3 separate regions of the Mus musculus genome follow, and all the other regions are linked to region 2. Evidence: chromatin contacts called from public promoter capture Hi-C data. All regions are on one chromosome and are shown on one strand. The core of a region is the stretch at or near the end of the contact, and the rest is flanking DNA. Distances in the headings are between cores, read along the strand shown. Region 1 overlaps Invs (inversin). Region 2 holds the start of Nr4a3 (nuclear receptor subfamily 4, group A, member 3). Region 3 has its middle 130 kb from the start of Gm32544.

Region 1 (3,337 bases), core at 171-2,670, 290 kb after region 2:
CCTCTCACCGCTTTGTACAACTTGTACAAGTTTTTTTGGGGTTTGGTTTGTGTGTGGGGGGGTGTCTATCTGTCTTATCCCTTACTCTAGCCTAACCTGCTGTCTTAGTTTAAATGGCTTGTCTCAGTAGGATGTTGCTTCTCTTCCCAGGTGTAATTAACCCATTCCTCAGACCTCTTCATTCTCTGTCAATTAGTTATTGGCTCTAGAGGCTTGATTTCATTCAGGCTTAATCTTTATTCAGGGATACAGGGGAACTATTTCATTATTATGGTGTATTTGTCATCCGGAGGGAGGTGAGATCTCATTGCCTCTGTCTTCTAATGTCAGCAGTTACTGAAACTCAGTGACTAGAGCCCTTTAGCTCACTGGGAATTGCAAAAGGTGATGTTATAAATTCTGTTAGCCCTTCTACAACTATTAGCTAAAATAACTTGTTCAAGATAAACTTTACCTTAGTACTTACTATTAGATGCTTCAGAGGTGCAGGAGAAAAATAAGTGCTTCTTTTTATTTTGTTTACCAGTTTTTAAAATAAGGAGTGTTTTCTTGGCATCCTAACTTGATGACCTATTTTTGTTTTGTTTTGTTTTGTTTTTTTTAATGTCATTCTGAATTAGACCTAGAATTTTCAGTATCAGTTTAACACGGTGTTATTCTTAACCAATAGTGTGCTCCATATGAATCCAGTATTTGACAACTTACTTTTGTTATCTACTATAACTTAATGGTCAAGATTTATTTATTTACTTATTTTGGTTCTAGACTAGAATTAGCCATTTCTCCAAGGGCTTTTTTTTTCAATAGAAAAAAGTCGATGGAGACCACAGGCTACAGTCTAGGTGTTCATTATTACTGGACTGAAAATTATTCTTAAGCCTTTACAATGGACAGACACTGAGCAGTTTTAAGAAATGAAAGCATGATTTATCACGTTCTTTTCTAATCTGGACCCAAAGGAGTTTAAGGTCACCGCTTCTATCTTATATCTGTACTTCATCTTTCTCATCCTCCCATAGAAGATAGAGAATATTACATTGTGTAGGAAATCTTGCCTTCAAGTCATTTTTAGAAAGTTTGGCTTGGCATACTGCCTTTGAGACAGATCATAGCATCTTAGTATAATATTTTTTAATCTTTGAGAGTTTCATGTGCATACAATGGGTTTGATCATATTCACTCCCACCCTCCCCTTAACTCCTCGAAGATCTACCACAACTCTGTTTCCCTCCCAACTTTATGACCTCTTTTTGTTTTTAAATAACCCCCAAGTCCATTTTGTACTGCTTATGTACTTACGGGATAAGGCCATCTACTGGAGTATAGTGACGTTTGCCAGGTCATACTCTTAAAGGAAACTGGCTCTCCCTCCCCCAGAAGTCATCAATAGATCTGTTGATCAATAGAACCTTGGCTACTCTGGTGTACATTCCAACATGTAGAGTGGCTTGATTGTGCAAGTCTTGTGCAGGCAGCCACAGCTGCTGTGAGTCATGAGTGCAGCAATCCCGTCATGTTCAAAGACACTGTTTTGCTCCCTTCTCCCACTCTGGTTTTTCCAGCCTTTCAGCCCTCTCTTCTTCCCTTCCCGGGCCTTGCAGGGTAAGGGGTGAGGTATGGATGTCCCATTTACAGCTGACCCCTCCACAGACAGTTAGGTCTTTGTACTTTGGCCACATGTGAATTTCCACACTAACAGCCATCCACTGCACAAAGAAACGCCTCTGATAAGGCCTGAGAATTGCACCAATTAATGAGTATAAAGATATGAACTTAGAGAATAAGAATCTAGAGAAAAGTTTGATATATCCATTTGCCAAAATACTAAAAGTAGGCGCAGCCCTTGGGCCTATGAGCTCTCCAACCATGAATTCTTAGCCTGATTCACAATGCTAGGAAATATTCCTTCCTTTGTCATGTGTTTTAAATCCAATCAGAAAACAGTTGGTTAGCTCCAACCTTATTGCATGCATGTCACTTTTGCATCCATTGGCATATCTTGCCACACTGGTTATTCTTCTAGTTCATAGGGTCACAGCTTGGTAAGTCTGTTGATGACTTTTCTCCTCTGACAGCCTACATAACACCTTAGTACTATGAAAGCTAGCCAGCAGGAAGGATGTTTCCTGGTCAGTACCAACTTGATTTCATGTCCTGGACCAAATATGGGGTATCTTCACCAGTAAGTTCTTACCACAAAATTCCAACCAAGAGCAAAAAGAGGAGCAATGGGATGGGAGGTTTAAGCATTTTTAAAAGAACTACTACCAGGAATTCAGCTTAGTTAACGTATATTGAGTTCCCATTTCCTGCTTGCCTGTATAAGACAGAAATCTACCAATAAATCTCATTAGCACTACATTCTAGTTTTATATAGAATTCAGCCACCTTTTCTAATATTTTAAATTTCTTGATTTTTATTTCATGTGCATTGGTGTTTTGCCTGCAGGTATGTATTTGTGGGGGTGTTGAAGCCTCTGGAACTGGAGTTACAGACAGTTGTCAACTGAGATATGAGTGTTGGGAATTGAACCCAGAAGCTCTGGAAAAGCAGCCAGTGCTCTTAACCACTGAGCCATCTCTCCAACCCAGCACATTTTTCAGCATAGCATTTCTACCACTTTTCATTCTAGCTATTATGCTGTGCTGCAGTGTTACAGCTTTCTCTTTACGTTGATTATGATAAACTCTTAACTGGTCTCTTGGTTTCTGCTCTAGCTCCTTCAAACTGTGGCCAGTAAATCACCCAGAGCAATCCTTTATAAGCTAAGTCAAGTCATTCCTCTGTGTCTTGCCCTATGAGAGACACCCATCTTGGAGCAAAAGTCCAGGTACAACTGTTCCTCCATATCTGTGGGTTGTGAATCTTTAGATGCTCTCAAACGTGAGGAGAGAAATTGCATGAAAATGTAAAGATTTTTTCTTATCCCAATTCTCCATAAATAAGTAAAACAACTTTAAAATTTAAAGTGTAATAGCTGTTGTAAATAATCTAGAGATGATTTCAAGTATATGTAGGCTATCTACTAATATTATAGAATTTAGCATAACAGACTTGAGTATCTGTGGATCTCAGTGTCTGCTGGTGTCCTGGAGCCAATCCCATGGAAACCACTGTTATTTCTATTGCCCGTAAATCCTAACATGTTAGGAATTCTGTTGTTTCCATGACCTTGTTCTCTCCTTAAGCCAGTATGACTTTGGTGTTTCCTCTAACGGTCAAGGACAATTCTAGCATTTGCTGTCTGTCTAGCAGCTACGCTGGTCCTATAGGGATCTTCGTGCTAAACTCAGTCATTCTCGTTAGTTTTTTTTTTACAGAGGTCTCTTTGCCAAT
Region 2 (3,157 bases), core at 447-2,946:
GACTGGGACAACTTTCGGAGCGTCCGCTCACGGTCTTAAGCACACCAGCCGGCTAAAGTGAAAGTGGAGGCGTAGACAGAGAGACACACTATGCATGTGTTGTTTTGTTTTTCGAGTTTCTGGTCCTAGTTCGAACCTTCTTAGATTCTGAAGCATGTGCTATGACTAGGGGATCCTATTCCCCCAACTTTGCCACCCACACGCTCAATTGTTGGGGCAGATCAAAAGAAAATGCCACTTGAGATTCTAGCAGACCACTGGAGACCGCGTCTGTCTGTGTTGTTTCATTCTAACGTCTTCGTAAAAAAAAATTTTTTTTTCTGAAAGAGGTTACTTTCAGTTAGCAGCAACCTTTGGAACTAAGAGTTCTTAACTCAAACATGTTTTGTTTTGTTTTGTTTTGTTTTTGTTATTTGTTTTGTTTTGTTCTCAGCAAGAAAGTGACACCCTAAATTTTTTTCCAGGAAAAAATCGCTGTCCCTTATACAGTCGCCCAGACTTTCTACATACTTGGAAGACAAATGTACCTCCCCCCCCCCGCCCCCCGCCCCAGGAGACCATAGTTAAGATCCCCTAGAGACAACCTAATGAATCCTGTTGACTGATTTTGAATATTTCATTTGAGAGGTGGAAGGGGAGGCATCTACAACCCTCAAATGCGAGTTGAGTTCCATGTCTGACCCGGTGCTGGGGAGTAGAGGAACAGTCAGACTCACTCAGCTGTTCAACACGTGTGGTGTGTTTGTTTTATATATAGTTTCTCGTGCAGCGCGCGCGTGGCTGGATGTGCACTTCTTTGGATTATAAAGCGTCCAGTCAAGAACCTCACACCATAAGTAAAAAGAAATAAAATCTTGTCCCTGGAACTGTCTGCATCCTAGGGTGAAACACTAACAGCATGACAGGAGGAAGAGGCAAATTAGCCTAGGCGCAGAGGGCCAGAGGGACGTAAACAGCCTTAGAACCATTGCATGAGGGAAGCACAGCTGCACCTCTGGGAGTCTTCGGCCTGGTGCCAGACTCCTTCAGCTGCGACTGCCAGGTCACTCGGAGAAGCTGGCTGGCGTAGCCTTCCCTTTCGGAAGAGCTGTCCTCTCTCTTACCCCCTGGACCTGGCTAGATGCCTCGGGGCAGCCTCGGAGGCGAGCCAGCAGCACTCCTCCAACTCTGCTCCACCCGGAGCCTGACAGCTGGGCGGTCCCGCCTGACCCGCGGGCGGGCTGCGGCACCCTCTGGTAGACCGGCGCCCTGGCAAGCGGCTCCCGTGCAGAGGGGTTGGCCGCGCGAATCTGAGAAGCCTCAGGGCTGGGGTCCGCAGCTCCCCGTGGTTTCCATTGTGCGGCCGTGAGAATGGCCGGAGGACGCGCGCACGCGCGCGCGCACACACACACACACACACACACACACACACACACACACCCTCGCACACGCGGAACCGGCTGGGCCAGGGGAGGGAGGAGGAGGGTGACGTAGCGTCCCATGTCGTCACATTGACGTCTCGCATTCCAGGCACTCTATGGAGAGGCTGCTAGGGCTCCTGTGGCATAAATGACGTGCCGAGAGAGCGAGCGAACGCGCAGCCGGGAGAGCCGAGTCTCCTGCCTCCCGCCCCCCACCCCTCCAGCGCCTGCTCCTCCTCCGCTCCCCATACACAGACACGCTCACACCCGCTCCTTCACTTGCACACACAGACAGACACACGCGCGCTCACACGCTCCGCACACACACTCCACTCTCTCCCGCGCGCTCACACCCCTCTCACCCGGCTCCCTCGCCAGTGTCGCGCCGCGCCGCGCCGCAGCCGGACGCCCCTCCAGGGCTCACTTTGCAACGCTGACAGAGCCCGCAGTGTCCGTGGAGGTGGGAAACGTGGCGACATCCTACCCCCTGGTCGCAGCCGGAGACTGGATGCCTGCGGAACCTCTCGGCGGCGCTCTCCCATGAGTTGGGATCGCAGCATCCCCCGCCAGCCGCTCACCGCCTCTGGGAGCCGCTGGGTTTGTGCACCGCAGCCCTTCCGGGACAGCAGCTGTGACTCTCCCCCAATCCAGATTTCGGGGTCGCTCTCTAGAAACTCGCTCTAAAGACGGAACCGCCACAGCACCCAAGTACGTACGATATGCCCAGTTAATGTGGGGACTTGCTTAAAAGTTGGCGCGCTGGGAAGTGTCGCTCCTGAAATTGACAACTTTTAATATGGGGTGGCCCCCTCCCGCCGCCTCCCCTTTCAGGTTTTCTCGCCCAGCTACCGGTGGGTTCCAAGCTGAAACTTTTCCCTTGTAGCTGGCCCTCAGGGACTCTGAAGCTTGTGAGATTCCTCTCCCCACCCAAAGAGGCTAAAAGCCTCTAACAAAGAGGAGGACCTGGATTTGTGCTGTAGCTGCTCCAGCGTCGTAATTCAGGGTATTTCGGCTCTAGTTGTCATGGTAATGATGCTCTCGGCGGCGGCGGCGGCGGCGGCAGCGGCTGCCGCTGAGGCAGAGTTGGAGCCCCGGTGATGAACGGCAGTAATTTTCCTGCCTTTTAAGTGGAATTGGAAATAGGGACTCTGGTGGGTCCGAGTTAATGTGTCTAATGGTGAAACGGAGCTGGTTGTCTGGGAGAAAGCTTAGGAGGGCCAGTGCCTGGGCAGCAGCGGCCGGAGTTTGCAGAGGCTCTGGAGGAGCTCAGCAAAGAGGGTGTAATTGTAGGAATGCGGCTTATTGTATTGAAATGAGCCCCGGGCTCCACTAGGCACGTCTGCCTGGCGTCGCCGACTTGCTGGTTTACACTTTTCCCCATGGAGGTAATCGGGTGTAATTGCCGACTCTCGCGCCCCGACACGCGTGGGGACCAGGTCCCTCTTCTCCAGGCCTTGGCTGGTGTGGGAAAGGCTTGTGTTACTTTTCAATGAGCTTTCGGAGAAGTTGCTCCGAGTGTTTTCTTCTTAGTAGAAAGGAAAGTTCTCGATGGTGAAAAGGGGAGCCGAGCAGCGGAGCGCAGCCGGCGGAGACTGGCTTTCAAAGGCACCTCTCGAACCTGTTGGAGGCTTCCGGCAGTCATGCGGGAGCTCATGAGCATTGGTCCCTTGATTTCCAAGAACGTTCTTGGAGCTGGCCTTTTGTTTATGTGCCCGGCTTCTCCCGAGGGAAGAGCCGCGGGGACTGTGGTCAATAGT
Region 3 (3,401 bases), core at 391-2,890, 270 kb before region 2:
TTGCTTCATGCACTACTTACCGGACCGTGATGAGGAAAACAAGCTACTTACTCTTTCTGTCTTACATGGGAGGAAACTCAACTGAGGAGGGTCACACATTGGCCCAGACCCATACAGATCATGTCTCAAACCCAGAGAGTTCTTACTCCTAATTTTATGCATCTTGCCTTATGCCACACAGCCTTTAAATGCCTGAATAATGTAATGGATACACAGGTGACCACTTCATCCAAGGATGCTCCACCTAGAAAGGTAAAAGGCTAAGGAGGAATAGCTGGAAGAATGTAAGTAAAACTATCCTCTCTCCTTAATGATGTGGGAACTAGCCACCTCTACATGAGAAGAACCAGTTACCATATACATCATAGTATGAATCATAGTAGGAAAGAAGCTCACCCCAAGGTACCATTCCCATCAACATGAGATCTTCTTGCTTAGGATGCTGGGGAGCACCGTGCACCCTTTAGAAGAAGTTTCCACAGTGGCTCTGCCCTATGGGATCCCAATCAAACCCACAGAAAGTAAATGAATCACTTTTTCTCTTTCATTCTAAACCCCAAACATTAAATACATTGTTGGTTCTAATTAGATCATTCCTAACCAACTCACTAACTCACTCACTCACTCACTCACTCACTCACTCACTCACTCACTCTTCATTCATTCATTCATTCACTTATTCAAGAAAAGTCATTTGTGGAGCAAGCCTGCTTAAAAGACCCCTTGTCACATTATGTCCCACGATCACTTGTGCTTTATCTGGGCATTTCCAAGTAGACTTAGAGAAAGGCCTGGCCAGACTCAAATCTTAAACACGTCTGTATTCTCTGGGTCTAGCATATCTTACAGCACATAACAAATACTCAGTAAATAATTGAAAGACAGGAGGAAGCGTTTCTGGGCTTTTTACGTGCAGGAGCTACTCACTCCGCCATGAGCTGCCATGTCTACTTGGTGCCTGCATTAGGGCACCTGCAGAATGCAATGTCCTTCCTCTACTGAAAATGTCTAAATTCCTCGGAGGTCCCAGCCCAGTCCTTCCTACCTCCAGGTAGGGTCTCAGGTGCCCTCTGAAGAAGACCTCCTTCTGATTGCCTGCTTCAACTTAGCTACACTCTTTGGTCATCCCCAGAAGTAGTTCTGGTCTGGTCCTACTGCCTGGCTCTTTGTATGCTAGAGCACTGAGCACTCTGCCTTTATATCCTGGCTTCCAGGAGCTGAGATTCTCCAAGACTCAACCAAAAGTCAGTGTTGAAGCATATTAACAGGCATGCCTAGAATTAATTCATCTCAAAGAAACAGATCATTCTTTGGAAACAGCCTGCTGTTCACATGCTTGTGATGAATGTCATTCAGTGGTTGGTAACAGTGAAGAGATTTGGGAACCGCTCAATCACTAGCTATTTCATTCTGTAGATGACGGTTTTTTTGACACCAAGATCAGCAAGCAAGCTTTTGAACAATCCTCATTTCAAGTTCAAAATGTGAATGAGTTTCTGCCTGAAAGAAACAATGAGCTCCCTGCCAAAAAACAACGATAATTATTAGCAATTTCTGAAGGTGAACTAGGGAGGATTCATTCTCACACTCCTGTTCTCAGCTGTCTGATGGTGATGGGAGGTTTATATAGGCTTGGCTAGTCCCCATGGCAACAGCCTTTCTCCTGGGTTACCATAGGAATGGTGAAGGCCTTTATAAGCCTCCATTAGCAGAGACTGGGCCGGCAGCAGTCAAAATCATCTGCTGGTGAAGACTCTGTAAAGTGTCAGTGAGGGTGTCTGAGAATTAATTTTACCCTGGAGTAGCTGCACAGGTCTGTTTAGCAGACGTCGACAGCTCTCAACTCGAGATAACACTGATATCAGCCCTGTGTCTTGACCATTTCACTTGAAGGTTTTTCCTAACTTGAGCTACATTCAGATAGGACCAGATTTTAAAAGATTCTGAGACAGAAGGAAGAAATCTCTTCTTATAAAACCTCACACTGGAGACAGGCAAATTAAGGGTCTTGCCCCCAGAACGGTGCATAGAAGCCATATTAATGGACCTGGTTGCTGCTCTTCCCAAATTTCATAGATTGAAACCCAATTGCCAGTGTGTTAGTATTAAGAGAAGGGGCAACAGAACCACCCAGCAGAAGACAGTCAGGCCTGGCACACACATCACCCACTTTTACCTGCAGATGTCATTGAAAGGAGACTGGGTGACAGAAAGATGGAGTATAAGAGGAGGAGAAGGAGTGGTAAAGGCTCTGTGGAGAGAGGCAGAACTGGTGACATGTCAATGTGAAGGGTAAGAGACAGGGCTGAGGTTGACTGTTGATCAAGTCATAGCCCAGTAGACTCAGGAAGGTGAGCAGCAGCCAGAAGCTTGGGCAGATGCAGAACTTGTCCCCAAACAAGCTGCCCAGACACAGGATCACCCTAGATCTTGGCCCGAGATGATGGGAGCTCTACTTTCTAGATTAGACCTCCTCAAAGGACCGCCATGCCCGGAGATGCTGCTGAAGGCCATGTGTAGATCAGTGGCCCTGATGTGGCCAAGGTCTGGGTTAATGTCCAGACTGTGTTGTCTCCTGAAGACATGATGATGTTCATGGCTGGTGCCCTGGACTGAGGCTGTGTTCATGTCCATGGGCCATGCTGCCTCTGTTGACCATACTGATGTGAATGACCTATGCTGCCAATGAGGGTGATATTTGGGTCTGTGGTCTTACTGCAGCCGTATCTGTGTTGATGTCCACGTCTGTACTACCACCGAAAGTCACATGGATGTCAGTGGTTTATGCTATCACCAGAAGCCATGTTGATGTCCAGTTGCATCTGAGAGCCTTATCCAGGCCCATAGCCCTACTGCAACCAAGAGCCCTGTTTGTACTGTGCTGATGCCAGAAAGCGTGTGGAAGCCCGAGATCCACGCTCTCACGGTCCTTAAAGAGCAAATAGTTTTCACAGCGATATCAATGACTGCAGATGCACAGTTGAGAAAGAGAGACATAGAAGACTTCTGTGGCAAACCCTACCTCTACCCCTACACGTCCCCCACCAAATTAGTAACAACCTAGACAGGAAGCCATTCAAAGAACTCTTAAAATCTGTGATAGGATGCTAGGGTGTCTCCCTCCACAGTAAATGGTTTCCATCAGGGATGCCAGATTCATCTAGGTGGCAGGTCACTGAGAGTTTGGCCATACCCTAGTAAAAATATGGTTAGCACAAAATGGACTTTTTTTCTGGGGAGAAATAACAAGGGTGGGGGCAGACAGGAAAGGACTGGAGGTGAATGTGATAGGGGTGTATAAGAATCAATAAAAATACCCTGTTGGAAAAAATTAATTTGGAATGATAAATGGATCATATTGTTTTCCTGAGGAGGGGAGGGAGGAAGGTGGAAAGAAGGGA

What was found. Promoter capture Hi-C pulls out the DNA fragments that hold promoters and counts their contacts.
Region 1: a contact with region 2 is called in a promoter capture Hi-C map of liver, with 2.4 times the contacts expected there. The contact joins the enhancer-like site here to the promoter of Nr4a3 in region 2. A contact is called at or near these places in 2 of 39 promoter capture datasets (hippocampal neurons and liver), 1 of 484 Hi-C or Micro-C datasets (liver), 5 of 115 datasets of contacts at active chromatin or transcription factors (acute myeloid leukemia, embryonic forebrain, embryonic hindbrain and 2 more) and 2 of 9 other capture datasets (adipose tissue and macrophages).
Region 3: a promoter capture Hi-C map of hippocampal neurons shows a contact between it and region 2, with 6 times the contacts expected there. The contact joins the enhancer-like site here to the promoter of Nr4a3 in region 2. A contact is called at or near these places in 4 of 39 promoter capture datasets (embryonic stem cells, hippocampal neurons and stem cell-derived epiblast-like cells) and 5 of 115 datasets of contacts at active chromatin or transcription factors (SST interneurons, embryonic forebrain, forebrain and 2 more).

Annotation. Positions count from the first base shown.
Region 1 is chr4:48,331,196-48,334,532 of GRCm38.p6, forward strand. The region is part of intron 3 of Invs (inversin); the gene reads left to right. Among named protein-coding and RNA genes, the nearest start is that of Invs, 53 kb to the left of the region's middle. Within about 2 kb of position 1,421, at least 19 of the 459 cell types and tissues checked have an H3K27ac peak or open chromatin away from gene starts, as enhancers often do. A contact at or near this core is called in liver, where this site is marked.
Region 2 is chr4:48,043,609-48,046,765 of GRCm38.p6, forward strand. Nr4a3 (nuclear receptor subfamily 4, group A, member 3) reads left to right here and starts at 1,697. Exons shown (of 8, transcript NM_015743.3): 1 at 1,697-2,108.
Region 3 is chr4:47,771,086-47,774,486 of GRCm38.p6, forward strand. No RefSeq gene overlaps it. Among named protein-coding and RNA genes, the nearest start is that of Gm32544, 130 kb to the left of the region's middle. Within about 2 kb of position 1,641, at least 18 of the 459 cell types and tissues checked have an H3K27ac peak or open chromatin away from gene starts, as enhancers often do. A contact at or near this core is called in hippocampal neurons and neural progenitor cells, where this site is marked.